Linked DNA regions of Cricetulus griseus: region 2 is linked to region 1. The links are chromatin contacts, called in public Hi-C maps. All regions are on one chromosome and are shown on one strand. The core of a region is the stretch at or near the end of the contact, and the rest is flanking DNA. Distances in the headings are between cores, read along the strand shown.

Region 1 (2,700 bases), core at 100-2,599:
ACATTCACCCTACAAATGACAGCTCGGCACATGACCTAGTATGAGTTTTGCCCTCAGGTAAGGCATAGGAACCTATTACCTCTCCTCGATCATTTATCAATTATCTTCGCGACTTTAAAGTCATCTGCTCCTAGCAATATTAAACAATGTTCACAGTTCTAGAAGAGAACTTTCACACATGCTATTTCGTTTAAACTAAAACTCAGAGCAAATGCCCTTATGTTTTGGTTTAAACAGGAAAAGCCTCACCAAAATGAAATAGTTGACTCTGATGGGTCAACGGCTCACGCTGCCAGTTATTTCAAGAGTAAATTCAGAGTAGGTTAAAAGCCCACAGCAACGTCAGGTCCCCACTTAATCTCTTCCACACGGGGCTTCAGATGCTTCCATATGGAAACACCCTGAACACACTAGCCAGGGCGTGCGGCGAGCCAAAGTTGCTGAGCTCGCAGGGGATTAGGGCGGACACTGTGGCCCATCTGTCCCCGACCGACAGAAAGCAATCCACCTGGCCAGGCTGGGCGACGGGGAGTGGGACCAGGAGCCGGGGCTGGGGCGCCCGACAGGAAACAGTGGCTCGGCCGCCGTGTGGGGATGAGGTGCCGGGCAGGTGGGCAGCGCCCCTCGCGGCGGACAAACCGCCTCGCCCACAGACGGCGAGCTGCCGGCGGGGAGTGGCAAGCGGCTCCCACCGCCCGAGCTGACAGGCGGCGGGGCGAAGAGTCGGACGCGGGGAGGGCCGCGGCGTCGCGAGGGTCGTTCTGTGGAAGCCGCTGGGCGCTGTCCTGCGCCGGCGCTCGCCCTCTCCCGGGTCCGCGGCAGGGCCATACTCACATAGGGCTGGTAGAACTTGGAGAGCCGTGGCTTCCCGTGGTTGTTGAAGATGAGGATGGCCTTGATCATGGCTGGGCCGGGCCGACCGGGTGGGCGCTGGGGCCAGGGCGGGGGCGGGCGCGCGAGCCTCGCCTCCGGGAGCTTGCTGCCACGGCTTCCCCACCCGCCCCCTCCCGCACGCGCGCGCGCGCTCCCGCGCTGTGGGGCGGGGCCTGGAGGCGGGACCTGGGCGGGGCAGGCCAGAAGGAAACGGAAGCGTCTCCGGGTCCGAGCCAACTTGTGGAAGGCGGGGGTACTTGCTCATCTGGTGGTGCACGGAGGCTCGTCACGGAAGCACTCCGAAGCTCCCCGCGACTAGGTGACACTCGGTACTATATGAAATGCTGTGTTTCCAACAGATCATGTATGTGTACTGCTCTCCAGACGTCCTCAGTTCACTGTTGACCAGAGCTCCCTCCCGGTGCCTGCTTTGAGACCCTCCGTGGAGCCGGGCCCACCCTCTGCTCCGGGTACGTCACTTCCGCCATCGACTCCCTGCGAGCAAGATGGCGGAAGATCCTGAGGCCGTGCTGCAGCTCCCTTCTTCAGCGGCCGCGGCCGGCGGCGAGAGCCTTTCGGAGCTCTCCCCGGAAACAGCCACCCCAGAGCCCCCGTCTTCGGCCGCAGTCTCGCCGGGGACGGAGGAACCTCCCGGTGACACCAAGAAAAAAAGTAATGTCAACATCCGTTTGTGGGCGGAGGCAGGAGACTTAAAAGCGTTTCTGACAGTGGCGGCCCATAAATAAGGAAGCGAAAGCTAGAGAGAGGCGCATCCCCGGGGTGTGCGCCTCTTAAAATGGAGCAGAAGTGCTTACCGGTGTTGACGCCTTTTGGGTGCTTAGGTGATCCGGGTGGTACCCGGGTTCGCCATCCTTCGCACATTTTACGGCGTCTGGTCTTTGACGTAGTCAGTCTTGCACTTTGAAGGTGGGAGCCAAGTGAGATCTCGGTAGCTCCGGGTACTTAACACAAGACTAGCTGCTAAAATAAAAATTTAAGGTGACAGGAGCAACAAGTGGGTTACAATCCACGAATTCTGACGAGTTCGCTCTTGGCTTCCTCCTCCAACTGAATATAAATTCATTCCTTAAAACAAAAAAAAACTGTAATTTTAGATGCTGTGAAGAATGCTAAGGGAAAACTAAAGGCTTAGGTGTTGCCTTTTTGGTAACTTTTTATTTGGGATGGGGGCCATGCCTTTGTGCATCAATGAATTTCCTTAACTAGCTGTCCTCAGCTTCTGTATTGTGTTAGGAATGCGTTTGCCACGGGAAAGTAACGAAATTTGGTTTAACTTTCCCTGAACACTGTAAAGTTAGAGTTGGCTATAAGAAAAATCAGCAAACATATATCAGTGGGAAAGGTAGGCCCTGTCCTTAATTGTTCTCCTTTCAGAGACATTAAATGTAGATCCGGTTGTGTTTTCTGCTCCTTATCTCAGCTTGTTTATGCTGCATAGGAGGAGAATTTTCTCCCTTCGCTGCTCCCAGGGGATGTAGATCAGTAGTAGAATTCTATAAAAGGTCCAGGGGTTCAATTCCCAGCTCATCAAGAAAGAAAGAACAGACTGACTCTGTGTTTGGAGGGAATCTGCCATGTATATGTGCTGTACTGAGTTATTTGGACAGATAACCACTATCAGCTTGGGGGGGGGGGGGCGGGGGTCCTTTTTTTTTTTTCCCAGTTACCTGTATTAGAGCTGACTTTCAAAGGTTTCCTTTAAGATGGAAGCATCAGGCTGAAAGTGGTGACATACACTTTGGTTTTTCAAGACAGGGTTTCTGTGTGTAGCTTTGGAGCCTATCCTGGCACTCGCTCTGGAGAGGG
Region 2 (2,982 bases), core at 64-2,563, 130 kb after region 1:
TACTATTTTTTGAGATTCTAGTTACATCATTTCCCCTTTCCTCCCTCACAAACCTCTCATACTGTACTGAGTTTTTTATCTTGCTCCTTCTTTCCTGTTTATTTGTATTGTCATCTTATGAAGAAAGAAGATGGCCTGTCCAGTATAGTCGCTGTCTACATCGTTGAATTCCCTCCCACACCCATCCCTGCAGCGCTGATGAGTCAACCCTGGGCCTTGAACAAGCTCTACTGGTGAGCTGCATTACCAGCTCCGAGGTTGGTTTTAAAGAGAGCTATTACCTGTCCAAGATCACAGAGAACAGAACCTACATTTTTCACTGTCAAATTCAGTTTTACTTTCGCTCAACAACAAAATAGTGTTTGTTTCTGGCCTGGCTCTCAGGAAGGTGTAGTCTCCACTGTAACCTTTGGCCTCCATTCCTTTGTCACCGCAGAAGCTTTGGTTGCCCCAGGCCATAGAGTAGACTTCCGTCCTACCCCACCCTAACTCAAGACCCGGCCTCACTCTTACTTTGCCTGTTATTTCCTTCTCATAAAACCCCTGTATTAATCCCCCGCAGCCTGAAAGCCCACCCCTGCCTTTTTCTAAAAAACAAAAACAAAAAAAAAAGAAGGAAAGGAAAAAAGGAACACCTGACGAATGGCAAAATGTATTATGAATGCACTTCAAGAAACGCCATGTTGGTCACAGGCAAATCAGTCACTTTGCTGTTGTTGGACCCTTAACTCCCTAATCAGTACAATAGACAGACACAATGACCACTTTTGGGTGGAAGGGGCCTGATAAAGGGTACACAACAGATGTTTGTTTTTATTAAGCCGAAACTTAGCTCGTGCTTACCACGTGCAGGCCACTCTTCTAAATGCCTTTCCCAGATAATGAACTCATGTAATAATCATGTGTTTATCTTAGGCAGTACTATTAGCACTCTTTAGACTAAGACAGAGGGCCGGGAGGTAAAGAGCAGGGATTAGAAATCCCAGTCTTGTATTCAGCTCTGAGAACACGCGCTTTCTGCCTGAGCTGCCTCCTCCAAATACTACTAAAATTTATGAGACAACCTCCTGCAAACTACGTAGCTCCCTACCACCGGCGACTAGTCCACCCCCCATGAGCACTTCAGAGTCCCTCGGAGCGTCCCCAAACTCGGTACTCACGGTGACAAAATGCAGCAGAACCCCTTCACCAGCGAAGCCCGGCGAGCAGCAAGACGACGCGCCCCTCCTAGGCAACGGCCGGCCACGCCCCTTCCCGTGGAGTTCCCGCGCGGGCCCCGCCCCTCGTCCAAGGAGGCCGCCTAAGCAACGCCGAGGCCTCGCGCGCTTCCACGTACTCACTCCAACGCCTTGCCCCCGGATATCATATCCGGGTCGCTGGAGCCGGCCCCGCCCCTTCCGCTTAGGCGCTCGCTGTACTTCCGGTCAGCGAGGCCTCTTCCTCCGCTGTCCTGCCGGCTCTACCCCGGCCCCTCGGGTCTTCCCAGTGCGGCGCCGGTCCGTAAGTGCGTCTCTTGGGAAGCCGGCGCCCGCTCCTCGTCGCACGCACCGCTGAGGTTTGCGGGCCGGTGGGGGCCGGGCCTGCTGCGCGCGTCGAGGCCCCGCAGCTCCGTTGAGGCCGCCGCGCTGCCGGGATGCCGCGGCCGGGGTCGGCGCCGCGTTGGGCGGCCGCCGCGGGCCGTTGGGGATGCTTGCTGCTTCCGCTGCTGCTGCTGCTGCTGTCGGGCCCGAGCGGCGCCTCCGAGATCACCTTCGAGCTGCCTGACAATGCCAAGCAATGCTTCTACGAGGACATCACTCAGGGCACCAAGTGCACCCTAGAGTTCCAGGTACCAAGGGCCCCAGCCTCTGTGGGTGGCTAACCTGAGAGTCACATCGGTTGCGGAGGCAGGGTTTTCGCCTTTCTTTTAAGAGCTTAAAGAAAAAACTATTTGTGAATTCCAGATAAGCTTCTTGTGACTGTGACATTCTCCGGTGTCATTCATTGAGTTTAAGACCTATTAAATAACTTCTTTTTAAGAGATTGTGATTTATTATTGTTATTTAGCTGTTCTTGCACACAAATGCCCGGCTCCCTACTCCTGTAATCCACAACGCCGATTTAATAAGATTTGATATAACTCCATGATCTTTTCGGGTCTTTTGGGGGTTTGGTTTGGGTTTGGGTTTTGTCTGACACAGGGACTCTTGGTTAACTGCGGTCGTGATTGGAAACTCTCGGTGAGAGGATTTTTAAAGACCGTCTGTCAAAGCTGTTGTAAAAAAAAAAATGTGATTAATCAAGAGGCCCCTTCCCAATGTAAAGCAAGAACTTTTTTCATCAGTGTGATTTCTTAAAATGGTCTAAAACAGTCTACAGTTTTTGTTAAAGGCTCATTTAATATTTCAGCAACTCTTGAATGCTGGGTCTCTCACAGTCACCTGTAACTAGAGCTACAGGGAGATCTAACAACCTCTGACCTCTGCACTCATGTGCACATACCCTCTTCAGACACACACATACACATCATTGAAAATAACAAAAATACTTCTTAAAAGAAGCAATAATAGCTTAGACTCAGTATAGTGCAGAAGGAGAAAAACAATAGGTAAAATCAACAGGACTTGGTAATATGTGTTTATATTAGTGGTAGTAATTGGTGAGGGAGGGAGAGGAGACTAAGGTTCAAAAAAGAATTGAGGATATATACGTGTATGAATTCTCAACATATATAATTACAAAGGATTGTAAGCTGTAATTCAGAATTTCCTTTAAGTTCAATATACATTTCTTGAATTTTTGTATCTGTAGATACTATAGTGCTGTAACAGGTTTAAAAATATGTTATTCGTATACAGTATGCCAAGTGTTTCATTTATCTTAATTCTGAAGAAAATTAACATGAAATAGAGAAGAGTTTTTATTCCTTTCAATTGGTGAAACAGAATCCAAGATGGATTTAGATCCAAGGTCCCCCTTAGAAGTAATAGAAATGGTAGCCTC

What was found. A called contact is a pair of places that touch in the nucleus more often than the background predicts.
Region 2: a Hi-C map of the CHO-K1 cell line shows a contact between it and region 1, with 5 times the contacts expected there. The contact joins the promoter of LOC100758579 here to the promoter of Atg12 in region 1. A contact is called at or near these places in 5 of 8 Hi-C or Micro-C datasets (the CHK-Q cell line, the CHL-YN cell line, the CHO-K1 cell line and 2 more).

What each region holds. Positions count from the first base shown.
Region 1 is chr2:191,322,686-191,325,385 of CriGri-PICRH-1.0, forward strand. Atg12 (ubiquitin-like protein ATG12) reads left to right here and starts at 1,350. Exons shown (of 5, transcript XR_004768345.1): 1 at 1,350-1,545. Ap3s1 (AP-3 complex subunit sigma-1) reads right to left here and starts at 1,020. Exons shown (of 5, transcript XM_035440151.1): 1 at 835-1,020. The coding sequence starts at 903.
Region 2 is chr2:191,456,917-191,459,898 of CriGri-PICRH-1.0, forward strand. It overlaps LOC100758579 (eukaryotic translation initiation factor 1A), which reads right to left and starts at 1,314. Exons shown (of 2, transcript XM_027400863.2): 1 at 1,161-1,314. It overlaps Tmed7 (transmembrane emp24 domain-containing protein 7), which reads left to right and starts at 1,411. Exons shown (of 3, transcript XM_027400862.2): 1 at 1,411-1,828. The coding sequence starts at 1,634.